2 separate regions of the Anas platyrhynchos genome follow, and region 1 is linked to region 2. The links are chromatin contacts, called in public Hi-C maps. All regions are on one chromosome and are shown on one strand. The core of a region is the stretch at or near the end of the contact, and the rest is flanking DNA. Distances in the headings are between cores, read along the strand shown. Region 1 holds the start of PEX13 (peroxisomal biogenesis factor 13). Region 2 overlaps PAPOLG (poly(A) polymerase gamma).

Region 1 (7,248 bases), core at 1,797-4,296, 81 kb after region 2:
TATGCAAACACTATGTCAACGAGCAGTACGTAGTTGAATGGCGCCACCTACATTTCAAATATTCAAAATGGATAAATGCTTTGCTCTTTCTCTCAGTCGTTTAACTGCATATACGGTGTTTTTAATAACCAACTCCATGCTGCAGGCCCCAACATACAAAAGCTCCTAAAAAGTACACGTATGGATTAAAAACTGGTTATTTACCCTTTTGACAAAGTCTGCCTCGCAGAACTCCTGAAGAATTCCCAAACACACATTGCAAACCTCCACAGTCGAGTTCTCCACAGCAGCACTGTCATCATTAACCAAAGGAACGTGCTTGAGCACTCCATTCTGGTTCAGATCATCAGGCACCTCTTCTGTGTGTTCAAGTCTGATTCGCTTACATGGTGGATCAACTATGCCAAAACCAGCTGCATCTTCTTGTTGTTGATTATTTTTTAGGAATTCTGTCAGATCCTTCATCAAATCCTAACACAAACAAAAGGATTGTACTGTTGTTGATTGCTTCTCTTTTATCAAATGCTGTAAAAAGCACTTACAAACACAGCTCTAAAAGGCAGTAGCAACCACCCAACTTTAGTCTTTGTGTATGTAATTAATAACTTTTAATTTACACCAAAAGACATCTGCACAGTTAAAAAAGCTACAAGCTGTATTTTTGTCAAAATGTTACCCAAAGACATTGATTTTTGCTGAACAGACTTCTTTGCCATCCAAGAAAAGCGGTAACATTTCACAGACTGACTTGCAGAAATTCATTCATCTTCAACCCCATTGCTATTCAATGAAAACCAGTGTTTATTGTCTTTTTGTCACTTAGATTATGTCAGAATTTAATTATCCCAACTCAATTAGCTAAAATGACTAGGAAGACAGTTGGCCACTACAGTATGAGAAGAAAATGAGGCCAGATAAATTTGAGGGTGAAATTAAATACACGTGACAGAGGAGGAACAACTTCATGTAACGAGAGAAGCCTACAAATATTCAAGGGTGTGCTGGTGAGGAGAGAGAATTAACTACATCCGAAATTTAGGAAGGATGACATAGAGAGATAAGATATAGTTCAGAAAAAAAGATTTATTAAAACATCTCCAACACAAAAGACAGCAGTTACTGTGTTGTTACAACTCAGTAGGAAAATTGGGTAGAGCTGCAAAAGAATGAAAACCAGCATACAGAATGAACACTTGTCAAATGATTGATAGAAAATGGAAAAGGATAAAGAAGATAAATTTGAAAGATGAATTCTGGAGCGTCTAAACTTGAATAAAGGTAAAAAAAAAAAAAATAAAAAATCAAGACAAACACCATAAGATGCCAGCATAAAGACAAGGGATTGGACCAGGTATACGGAAATGTATATTTGGCCTGCGCGATGATACCTCAGAGAAACAATATGGTAGAGGAGCAAATAGCCAAAACCAAGCTGAGAAATGTCTAATACAAGAACACAGGCAAGAATGATTGTGCACAACTAGGAAAAATTTGGAGAATGTTGAATTTCAGCAGTAAGGTCTACTAAACAGGATGCCTAATAACACTCAGTTTGTCTGAAAATGGTAGATTTATCCTTCACCTTGTTGGGCCATTTTTTAGTTAGAGTCCACCAATCAATTCTGTTTAAATAAAGAGGAAGTATGAGGCAAAAGTAAACAGATGGTTCCTTCTCTGTATTAGCTGCAGTGACCCACAGCCTCTTTGCTGCTTAATACATTAAAGGAAAAATAAAGGAGGGAACTGTCATAGCTGCACTGCTTAAGAAGTGATAGATCCGTGCTCTGCAGAAGCTACTCTGCCCTGTTTACCGGTGTTTCCAGGTAACGCGTAGCAACTTTCACAGTCAATGTTAACACCAAACCCACAACAATTCTTGTATTCTACCATTTTCGTCAGTTCTCAGATTTGCACAGTGTAGCAGTCATTCTCCATAACTCATTTTGCAAAGCATTTTCCTCTCAGGCAAAGAACCTGAGCATGCAACATCATCTCCAATGGGTGTGCAAAGAGCACTGCGTTCATATGTTCACACATTCTAATTAGGAATACAAAGAACAAACCTTGTATGGATGTCTATAAAGTGTCTGTGATCCCACACGGCAGAACCTGAAAATACATCGTGGGCAAGTGCCAGTGTTCAGTAATAGCTGAACAATTGGTTTGTCCTTTTCTGTTAGCGAAGACATGCTGGATAATTCTAAAATTAAAAGAAAAAAAAAAAAAAGGATAAACATAATTCAGCAACTCAACAATAAAAGGACTCAATTAGCTCCCAGTGAGGTACTCACCCTTACTGGCTATCTAGGAAACTTGAGGACGCATATAACAACTACAATTGTTCATACCAAAAGTTCAATTAGTCTACTGTCTTCCAAAGCAGGGACAAACATATATGAGAGGAAAATGTGTGTGTGTAGGTTATATTACCTCTGTGTCCAGTTATCCCTGCTTTGGGGGACTTTTCTGAGCTGCTGTCATTTGTCTGTTGGTAAACTAACAGATCTTTCCTCCAAACCTTCTCTTCTGTCTCCCACAGTTTTGTTGTTGCCTCTGTAACATCTTTTATCGACTAAATTTCCACAAGTCTATTGCTCGCTGGCGGAAGACCTGGTTTTATTTGGGGTTTAGCTCCTCCAGGCAGCATTTGATGCCACCTGAGGCGTTGTGTGGCAGGGTGCGTTGGTACACACCTGGTGTCCCTCACATAGCGTTAGAAATACCTCAGTCACGGAAGACCTTCAGAGAATAGGAAAAGTTATTAACTCGGTTAATTTTCCACGAGATGGGGACTCTTTATGATGGGCGATAGAAACGAGGAGCAGGTAGAAAACTCGAAATTCCATTTTAGAAGGAAAAAAAATAATAAAAATAAACGTACTTTGGGGAAACACGGGCTAACTTAATTCAGCTTCCTGCCACCTGAGCGCGGCCGTGCCGACGCCTCACTCCCTCACCGCCAAGCCCCGGAGACCCAGCAGGGGGGAGCCGGGGAGGTTCCTCGGGCCCCCCCCGCTCCTGAGGCGGCTCCCGGAGCCGCTCCCTCCGCGCCCCGCTCCTCGCGGCCGCCATAAGGCCGCGGGCAGCCGCGCTCACCTCGATCCGGGCGGGCGGCAGGGCCGGCCGAGGGCCGCGCAGAGGCGGTGCAGGGCGGAGCGGAGCGGAGAGGAGAGGAGCGGAGCGGAGCTCGCTGCTGCCGCACCCGCCCGCCGGGGGCCGGGCTGGGCTGTGCCGTGCCCACAGCCGGGCCCGCAGCGAGGCGGAGATGGCGTCGCAGCCGCCGCCTCCCAAGCCCTGGGAGAACCGGCGGCTGGCGGGCAGCGTGGCGCCCGCCTTCCAGTGAGTGCGGGGCAGCCGGGGGGCGCCTGCTGGGGACGGGGAATGGGGTCGGGGAATGGGGCCGGGCGGCTGCCTGCCTGCCTGCTATCAGCGCCCCCCCCCCCCCCGGCCGCCTTCCCTGAGGGCGGCTCAAAGGTCGGGCCGGAGCCTGAGGGGGCTCCGTGGGGCTCGGGGTGGGCTGGGGCCGCTCGCCGGAGGTTTTTGGGGAGGAGGAAGGGTGTGCGGCGTGGGGAAGCCGGCCCCGGGTGGGGAAACACGCTGCTAGGGCTCGGGAGGCCGAGGGGGTGCGTGGGCTTCCCGGGAGAGGCGGGCAGGGGAATGGGGGCAGCTGGCCCCGCTGCCTGCTGTCAGCAAACACAGCGCGGGGTGGTGCACAACATCATTTTTTTTAAACCAGAAATCAAAGCTTGGTGGGTGAGGATCAGCCTTGTTTGTCACTCGGTGCCCGTGGTAGCAGTTAGAGGGAGTTGAAAGTGGGCAAAAGGTGAGCCCCAAGCCGAGGGCCAGAGCCGGTGCAGCTCCCAGCAGCAGGTCCCTGCTCGCACCACAAGCTGCAGCTCGCCGAGTGGAAGCGTAACGTTATTTTTCCTGGGTGGGATTATCTGCTTCGTTTTAAATTGCTTCAAGGAGCTTAAAAGTGAGGTGTCCTAAAGCGCCTGTTGGGTGCGTAGCGTCTCCTCTGTGGTGATGCCTTATTCTTGTTTCTGTTTTTAACTGTTGGGAGAGTTAAAGTCTAAGATGGAAGAGGCGAACATGATGAAGATACAAATATTATGCTCTGCTTTGCCAACTGTAGGTTTTGCTCAGAGGAAGTTGTTTTGTATCTTAGGTGTAACTGACAATAGCAAGTGTGTTTCACGCTGAAAAGAGCAAAAGCTGGCACCTGGTTCATAGAATTCAAATACCACCCTAGTTAGTGCTCAGAGGCTTACTGCAAAGGGCATAGGTAAGCCGACTGAAATTTACAGGCATGCAAATGGCCAGAAGTTCATTTAATTAAAAAAAAAAAAAAAGAAAAAAAGAAAAAAAGATTGACTTATAACACCTTTTCTGCTAACTGATAATAGATTTAATCTCTAAATGTTCTGCATAAAGGTGATTAGAAAGGTTGGGGAGAGAAGGTAAAGCAGGGGACCCTAAGGCCTTGCACATGCTGTATAATGGTTTGGATTCTCAATTAGGTCACACCACCCCCTTCTCTAGGGGTGGATTCAAAGGAGCTGTCAGGCTTCTTTCCTGCTGTACCACTGGCTTATTATCTAGGAGAGATGAGAACAAGTATTGGAAATAAAGCTTTCATATTGCAAAATATTCTTGGTTGCATGTGTAAGACAGCCTTGCATGAAGATAAACAACTTTGGTGTTACAGCAGCAGGCGTGATAGGCCTGGATGCAGCATTTCCTGCTTTCTTAGTCTATATGATAAATAAGCTGAAGGTTTTTCCATCTGTATGTTTCAGTTGGGTTGCAGTTCCATCCTTACAAAGAATATCTCTTTTTTTTGTAATGTTTTGTTTTTTCCTAAAAGACCTGTGTTTCTTGGCTGAATTTTTTACTTCTCACAAACATTGTGCAATATACTGGCTACTAAGTTCCTCAACCTGACACTACTGAAATGCGCTATCATATTTATAGTTAGTCAAGACCTCTGAGGAAAATAAAAATGCAACCTTATTTTGAGTACTGATCTTGATTGTCTGAATTTGTTTAGGTCTCCTGACTTGGGTGACAACTTGCTGACCAGACCTGGACACCCCACAGTTGCACGAATACCCCCACCTATTTTGCCAAGACCATCACAGCAAACAGGAAGCAGCGGTCTGAGCACTTTCAGGCCAGCCTATAGCAGTTCTTATACTCCAGGCTATGGTTCATATGGAACCTCTTTTTATGGAAGCTATAGTCCTTACAGTTATGGATACGGTGGTTTGGGTTATAACCGCTTTCGTACAGATGATATTCCTCCCAGCAGGTTTGTTCAGCAGGCTGAAGAGAGCAGCAGAGGCGCCTTTCAGTCCATTGAAAGTATCGTGCATGCGTTTGCCTCGGTCAGCATGATGATGGATGCTACTTTTTCAGCTGTGTACAACAGTTTCAGAGCCGTGTTGGATGTAGCCAATCACTTCTCCCGCCTCAGAGTACACTTCACAAAGGTGTTTTCAGCTTTCGCTTTAGTAAGAACTATAAGATATCTCTACCACCGTCTGCAGCGGTTACTAGGTTTGCGGAAGAGCTCTGAGAATGAGGATTTGTGGGCTGAAAGTGCGGGGACAGTAGCTCGTGTTGGTCTTGAAGACAAAGCAGCTAACTCAGCAAAATCCTGGCCTATTTTCTTGTTCTTTGCTGTTATAATGGGAGGTCCCTATCTGATTTGGAAACTGCTTTCTACATATACTGATGAAGAAACAGGTAAGATAATCTGCTGTGTGAGAGAAGTGCAGAGTATACGTTCACTTAGTTATCATGTGTACGGATTAATCTTATATTTCAGTAATGGAAGTTAACTAGGTACTGGGGAACAATTTTAAGCAGGTAATGACCTGTCTAAATAGCCTACTCTTGAGTTAGGTTGCAGTTTCTTGGTATGCTTTGTGTGATTCAGAAATCACAGTTTCTTTCTATTTCTGTGTCCTTTCTATAAGATGTGTCAGCTGGGGAAGAGAGGGGAAGCTATTGGGTGGGTTTGTCTCACCAAATCATGATTTGTTTGTTACTGCTGACAGTTTTCTGTCAGAGAAGTTTTAGCAAGGCAGTTAAGGTGTCTTCCCCATTTTTATTTTATTAAAATCAAACAAGTACTTAATTCACAGCAAGTAACTTCTTCATATCTATTTGGAAACAGTGTCTAGTAACTGGGCAAGTGGTGAAGATGATCATGTAGTTGGAAGAGCAGAATATGACTTCAATGCGCTTTCAGAAGAAGAAATTTCTTTCCGTGCTGGTGACATACTCAAATTAGCACCCAAAGGTAAACTTCTATTTTTTTGTTTTCTGATCACATGTGAAATAAGTTACATGTATGTTGTTACAGTCTGAGACTGGGGGGACATAAAACCAAAACACCTTGTTGGACCCAACTCCTCATCTCTACTGCTTTTTTTTTTTTTTCCATTAGTTATTACATGTGTTCTAACAAAACTTACTGAATAATTTTATTCAGTTTCCCTAAAGTACGAGACAGCCTAAGCTTACTCAGGGAGCACTCTGTGGTTACCCTCACGGCTATTTTTCTTCATGTGTGCTGTACAACAGTGAAAAATATTTTTCCTGTGGAAAAAATCTGGTGGTATCAACAACTTCAGCCTCACAGTGCTCCTCAGAGTACCTCACTTACGCAGATTCCAGTTGTTATTCTTGTGAACAAATTTGTATCTGCGTTTTATCACAGAGTTATTTTCTCTGCATGATTAGTTGTCCTCTACCTCTGGTGTATTTGTACCTCAGCTGCAACATACTTTGAATTGCTTTGTAACTTAGTGCATTTGTGTTTTCTTCTTCAGAACAACAACCCAAAATCCGTGGTTGGCTTTTGGCTAGTTATAATGGCCACACAACAGGACTTGTGCCAGCTAATTACATCAAAATACTGGGCAAAAGAAGAGGTAGGAAAACAGTGGACCTGGAAAGGATTACGGAAAAACGGCCATCCTTTGTCGGCACACCTGATAGGGGATCCGCTGCTGCTGTGACTTTAGAGGAACAGGAAGCTGCTTTTGATTCTGTTTTTGCTGGAAGTAGTAAAGTTCCTGTTGCATCTGACTCCACTGTAGTCAGTGGAGAGAAACAGGGACTCTAAGGCACTTTCATCAACGAAGCAACTGAACTGTGTTCTATTGGTAAAACCTAGGGTATGTTGAAAATCTGTATTGTAGTGGAACACTGATGGGTCTTTACCAGTTATTGCTGCTA
Region 2 (6,554 bases), core at 3,255-5,754:
GGGAGGATACAGAACTGTGTATTTAGTGTAGCTTGTTACTGAAACAAACTCCTGAGTGTACACCCTCAAATCAAGATGTGGTCTTGCTGGCAGAGTAAAAGTTGAAATACCTGAAACATTGCATGTGAGCTCATGTGCTTCAAGAAAAATGTTGATGATTTTGCCTAATCTTAAAGGAGGTGAAAGGTGTTGATGCATGTATGTATTTGGCATTTAGGTATCTTAGCTGCCAAACCTTGCTGTCTCAAGTCATGAATTTGAGAAAACTATGTAATGCATCCCTTTGATCTTTTTAGGTTGGCCTTGGAGGAAAACCTGTGCTGTTTCCAGTTGACACATCAAGGTCACAGGTATGCTGCCTTAATGATCATAGGTAAAACAAACCAAGAGTTTTTCCCTGCATGTATGAGGTTATATGTACTATTAACTTCTGTAGAATAGGTCCTGCTAAGTAGGTGGTTAGCCTTCACAGATCACACTTCTACTGAATTAAATGGCTGAACAATGAGCTTCCTGGTTACAAAACTGAAGTCAAAGACTAAAACCTATTGGACTTGAAGGACCCTGTCTCCATTCATTTGAACCTTGATGGTTCATTTCCTAGTTTGCTATTTCCTTATTAAAGGATTGTGTATACTCCTTGCAGACATCTCACAGGGTTCTGAGCTGTAATTACTTTAAACACTTGTATATTCATTGCTGTGACAAGATTTGAAGCTTTGAAGTACACAGGTAGCTTAAATTCTGGTGTCAGTTGAAACGTTGAAAAAATGAGTTATAAAATTGGAAGTACTGTAGACAGTAGAGACAGGCTGTATTCACGGAGTCACAGAATTTCTAGGTTGGAAGAGACCTCAAGATCATCGAGTCCAACCTCTGACCTAGCACTAGCAAGTCCTCCACTAAACCATATCACTAAGCTAACCCTTAGTTTCTAACCCATCGGTCGAAGAAGGGTGGTAACTTCCTGTATTATGCCATTGAGCAACTTCTTTCTGTCATGAATTGAGATAATTACTTCCTAAGGACAAAAAGAAGTAAGTGTGCAGAGGGGAAAATGCTCTTACCACTAGTTTTCAAAGGAAATAAGTGGTATGGTGGAAAACACCCTTTTCTGTGAATGTTTTGGGCTGTACTGATTTGGTACATAAAGAATGGTGCTATATTCAGCTAGAGAAATGTTTGCTGCTACTTGTGAATTCATGTGTTTAAAACTTCCTTTTTTTATGGCATCTTTTTTGTGTTTTAGAGACTTCCCAGTAAAGAACTACCAGATATTTCATCTCCTGTTCCAACAACTAATATTCGTATTATTAAAAGATCCATCAGACTTACCCTTAACCGGTAACCTTTATCTCTTCAGGTAAAGATACTTATTTGTTTAGTGATTCATATTAACAATGTGTATTGTTACTAACAAAGAATGGACTGTTACTGTTGCTGTACTGCAGTGTCAGACAGTTAAATATTTGTTTGTTTTTTGACCTGCAGATGCTGTAGGATACTCCTATTACTGTGTAGCTTTTCCAAGATCATCAAGTGACAAGTCACAGTCTATGAAAATCATGGCCTTTTTTAGTAGTATTAGCTTACGTGTTTTCTTCCTTTGGAACTACTTTGTGTATACTCCTTGCAACATCTGTCTTTATTAGTCTTTTTAAAAAGTCTTAATTATCACTAGCTGAAACAGCTTTCTGAAATAGCCACAAACACAGCTTGTCCTGTAACTTGGATTCAGAATGTATGTAAACAGGGTTAACGAGTCTACAACATCTATATTGTTTTCAAGCATGTAGGAATGTGCTTGTATTCATTTGAGCTTTCCTAGCCGATGTAGATGTGTTGTTCTTATCTTAAATTATCTTCCAGTTTGGCACATACGCTCCTGTGCGTCTGTCACAATGGTGCTCAGCTTCTACAGGCAGTAGCTTTCCACTGTCTAGCACAGCCATGCACTACATAAGTATTGCCTCCCATGGAGGCCCATAAATAACCTAAATACTGAAGAAAATGCAACAGAGGATGCTACTGTGAGGTATGGAGATGATAGACACGTCCCATGCCATGTTACATTTTTTTCTTCAGACTGCTCCAACATGAGACTTGAATTCTGTTTTCACTGGGTAGCTGAGCTAAATGCAGAACATGGAAGTGAAGATGCATCTCAGCATTGCAGCAGTTGAGGCTGTTGTGACACTGCACACCTGTAAACTGCAGTCTTTAAAGCAACTGGCATGTAGAAAGTGGTACTGCATTTCAGTGAAATCCTGGAAGCTGTTCAAAATGGTTGCTTGAAAACTTGTAGTAGCCTTAAGTCTGGTTCTGTAAACGAACTGATAACACTGCTTACTCAGTAAAGTGCATTAGGGGTTTTGGGGGTGGAGAGATTCTAATTATGGTAAATATGCTATCTTTTGATTGTAATTTCTTTATAATTGGTGATATTTGTAAATGAAGTTGTCTTTTTCAGAGTATTTTTGTATGTACTGTCGAATACTATCATCCAAAGAAATTTGAAGTCTTCAGTTGTCTTTCCTCCATCTTTTTTAATGTAGATGGGCTCACGTTAAGAAAAAGCAAAACTGAAAATAAAATGGCAAACCAGTTGTACAGAGGGATAGGAACAGGTGGGCACAACTTTCTGCAAAATGTAGTCAGCTTGAGTTAATATCGCTACTTTCCTGCTGTTGATGTGTTCAGGCCTTGAATGAATGCCCATGGAATGAATAGTGCAATTCGTAAACTGAATTGACAGCTGAATTCCCAGTTTGCCACTTGAACAATAGATACCCCTGCATTTCTGTAAAAAGAAGTTGCTTGGCTTTAGCAGCAATTCTGAGTTCATTTAAGTGTCCACTTGTAACCTTAACAAGACTTTTAAGGACTTCAAAAGAATAGGGAGAATTTATCTTAAAAACAAAAAATCCTTAGTAGGTGATAAGGTAAATAGCAAACTAAATAACAAAGTTGTCTTTGTAGTAGTCTACAACTCTGTAATATCAAGCTTTTAAACAAACTATTCCTTTTGAGTATTCTAAGCCTGTTCTGGGCTGTTCTGCCCTTAACCCCTCTGTTAGCACACGCATTAATACAACTGGTCTTAAACTGAGCTGGCTCATGGTTACTGAGGAATGCTTTCACAATTATTTTTTACTCTTGCTTTACGGTTACCTTCTAATCGCTCTTACTCTATTTTTTTTTCTCCCCTCTTTGGGTAAAGAATGTTTAGGAAGGATTTAGGTTACTGATTTCTGGGACTTGATCCAGAATAGGTGAGGATACACACTTCCTCTATATATACCCTGGCTCAATGCTTGGTGCGGTGCACGGTGACCTCACTGCTCTGGGGTTTCCCTAGATACTGCAGAAGTGCAGTGCTGCCCCAGGGCTGTGTTGTTATCTGGTGTTCTGAGTGTTCTCCTCTTGGTTTTGGTGGGTTAATGGCTAGATTTCAGCTGTTTTGATGAGAGTTCAAATTGCAACAACTGTGTTTTCCTTTTTTATGCACCAAGTCTTCTGTTAAAGGCACTGAAAGTTAAGTTAGCCAGTTGTAAAAGAATTCAGTGAGCCTATATTCCATCGGACTTCCTGGGAAGTGTCCTTTTCTATCTGCATTCTTAACTGGCTTTTGTGTGTGTGGCTTGGAGATTGAGGTAGAAGGGGGGAGAGAGGAATAATTAATCTCATTAAAAAGGATTGGCTGTATTTTGTACATACATTTGGACACAAATTCTGTGTATTCAGATGCCTCCAAGTTACTAACTACATGGAAGGAATTCCATTGCAGGAATTCCTGTATCCCAGGGTTTTCTTTGCTCAGTATCACCAAAGGAGCAGCTTCTGAATTACCTATGCTTCTGTTGCAGTGCATGTCCCTGTAGCAACTAAGGGTGATAGAATATTTCTTGTCCCGGTGAGTAAAAAGCAAAGGGGGTGGGGGGGAGGTGAGAGGTATCTTGAAACTGCTGCTGTTGATTTTTGGGAAGGAGGGGGCTTACTACCGCTTTTATGTAATATTTGGTGAAATAAGCTGCTTGGCTTAAGCACAAGCAAAAACTCCTAGCTGAATTTTTGCATTACCTCATCACACTTCTTATAAAGAGCCTGGTCCTGTGCATTACCAGTAAATGACAGGCATGGGCTGGGCTGTAGCAGGCTATGCCTCTGCCTACAGCTGAGGGGCTGATCACCCCATGGCTGCAGGCAGCAGCACCCCAGCTCTGAAGGAAATCAAACCACTGCAGGGGTCACCCTATTGTGCTCCTGTGTAAACGGGCACCTTCTCCTCCCACGGGACCACCTCGGGGGCTGCTCTGCTGCCTTGCCCACCCATCGAGCGACTGTGGGGGCTGCGTGCTCTTTACAGGGTGGGGAGAGCTGTCGGGTATGGGGGGCTGTGGCCCAGGCTTCCCACGCTGGGGCGAGTTTCCTGCAGCGGGGGCAGGCTGGGGACTGAGAGCTGCTGTGACGGTGCTGGCATGTGACCGCAGCGCTCTGCGGGCAGGCGGCTGGGAAACACCCCTGCAGCCCTGTGGTGCCCGACAGCCCAGGCTCTCGCGCTGCCTTGAACCCTGCTGGGCCGAGCAGAGGGCGGTGGGGATGTTTCTCAGCTTCTAGGGCTGAGAAGGAAGGGCAGTCACGGGCTGTGAGCACCCTCAGCTGCCTCCCGGCATCGACTCCTGCAGCTCAGGGTTCCCTCAGCTGCTCTCTGCACTTGTGGCTGGGGGACCAGCGTGTGGTTGCAGCCCAACAGCTGAGACCTGGCCCCCTGCTGGACCTCTCCTGGTGTTCTGGGGTAGTGGAAGTCTTAGCAAAACAGTAGCCAGGGGACCGGTAATTCTGTTACTCCAGACGATAAAACCTGGTGGGTTCTCAGCTCTCTGACCTTCAGGACATTGATAGAAATCAAACTGGGACAGCTCGTCTTTGGGCAGTTCCTCTTTGCTGGGAAGACCCTGTCTGATTCATCATGCTTGACACCCATCCTTTATTCTTAATCATAGCTCACCTCTTTTCTTTTTGGCTGGTCTGAGACTCTTGCCTACCTTCCTATCTTCCCTGATATTTACATCTTCCTTTCCCACCCAAATTTATCTTTGCTCCCTTTACACTTGACGTGTGTTGTGGTTTTTTTTCTGTGCTGGACAGAAAACCCTGGGAGTCCTGAAACCAGAGAAATAATCTACTTTCAATTTTAGTTTGTGGCAGCCAGGCAAGCAGCAGCCTTCGGCAGGGACCATCTCGCTCACTCTCCACAGTACGTGCAGCAGAGAGAAAGCTGATGACTTTTTTTCTTACTAAGCAAGTCTGCAGGCATGTGTAAGCTCAGACTTTTAAAAAGCTCAACACATGCCCAGATTTGTGTGGTTTTTCAAAGGAACGGTAAAAAGTCCAATAGTGACACCAGCACAGCTTCCATGCTAAATTTCATGTCCCTGTTTCTGAAATCTGAAGAAGTTGAGAGTTTCTTAAAAGTTTTGAGTTCTTTGAATATAATTAAGGTGGCACGCTTTCCCTGTGACTCATTCTTAGAAATGACCAAGTCATTTTGTTCTGTTTTTCCTAAAAATCAGATGGGGGCAATATATGTAATCATACTCTAGAGAACGTTTTTTTTTGCAAACTTGGGAGTAACTGAAAATGTGGTCCTAAAATAGGAAGTGTTGACTAGCCATAACTAACAGAAGGCACTGATGGTAAAACAACCGAACAAACAACAAAAACGTAGTTAATGCTTCAGTCGGTAGGTACTAGAGCTGGAAATTGCTAGAATTTATTTTGTTGCAGCAGTTTTCTTCCTGTGTGCTTGCTGGGCAAGAACAGAAGGTGATCATATGAACTATATTCAAGTGCATGCAGAGAAGAAAAGTTGAAGTTTTGTTGAATCATGTAGTGTACAACCTCTTCCACTACTTAAGTAGAAGGACAGGACATAAACGCAGCATTGTGAGCATTTCCTTAGAGCTCAGTAATAATTACGCTTGTTTTTGAAGTTACACATTTTTTGCTCTCCTGTATGAGGCAGGCATTAGACCTTCAGGAAACTGAATGTTGTTCCTGCTTCTGAATCATATATGCGAAACCAGAAACCTTTCAGTGTTTCTTGCAAGATTTGTAGCTGCTGGTTACGTTTACTTCCGTTTTTGTCTTGGATAGTAATAGTGTATGTTAACTTTACTAACTTGTTTTGAGTGTTTTTACAGGTCTTTATACCTCTTTTGCTGTACAGAATAACAACTTTGATAGATTCTGTGAACCAAACCGATGTAGGTTCTGTTGAATGCATTTGCAAAACAAATCTCTAAGTTATCAAATCATCAGCAATGGGAAAATGCTAGATAACAGTGCTTTCTATAAAGTGGTTGTCTGCAGTAAGTTAAGAAAATCAGATGGGATAAAAATACATCTCTGGGAGTTGCATTTTGAGGAAAATGAATCTGTTGCAATCAGCTAAGTGCTAGCAATGAGAAAGCAAGGGAATCCCCTGGTCCCCTGCTTTCCCACTAAATAAATCATTGGGTTACACCAAATGATAAGTTGCGTAAGTACAGAGA

Evidence for each region. Hi-C and Micro-C count contacts between places; a contact is called where the count stands out from the background.
Region 1: a contact with region 2 is called in a Hi-C map of subcutaneous adipose tissue, with 2.1 times the contacts expected there. The contact joins the promoter of PEX13 here to the enhancer-like site in region 2. A contact is called at or near these places in 4 of 8 Hi-C or Micro-C datasets (liver, skeletal muscle and subcutaneous adipose tissue).

What each region holds. Positions count from the first base shown.
Region 1 is chr3:6,614,355-6,621,602 of IASCAAS_PekinDuck_T2T, forward strand. PEX13 (peroxisomal biogenesis factor 13) reads left to right here and starts at 3,047. Exons shown (of 4, transcript XM_027453279.3): 1 at 3,047-3,339; 2 at 5,051-5,748; 3 at 6,182-6,307; 4 at 6,840-7,248. The coding sequence starts at 3,266. The coding sequence ends at 7,135. It overlaps PUS10 (pseudouridine synthase 10), which reads right to left and starts at 3,136. Exons shown (of 18, transcript XM_027453278.3): 1 at 3,097-3,136; 2 at 2,064-2,200; 3 at 205-471. The coding sequence starts at 2,189.
Region 2 is chr3:6,531,552-6,538,105 of IASCAAS_PekinDuck_T2T, forward strand. PAPOLG (poly(A) polymerase gamma) reads left to right here. Exons shown (of 23, transcript XM_027453276.3): 21 at 297-350; 22 at 1,250-1,363. The coding sequence ends at 1,348. Among named protein-coding and RNA genes, the nearest start is that of REL, 15 kb to the right of the region's middle. Within about 2 kb of position 4,505, at least 5 of the 8 cell types and tissues checked have an H3K27ac peak or open chromatin away from gene starts, as enhancers often do. A contact at or near this core is called in subcutaneous adipose tissue, where this site is marked.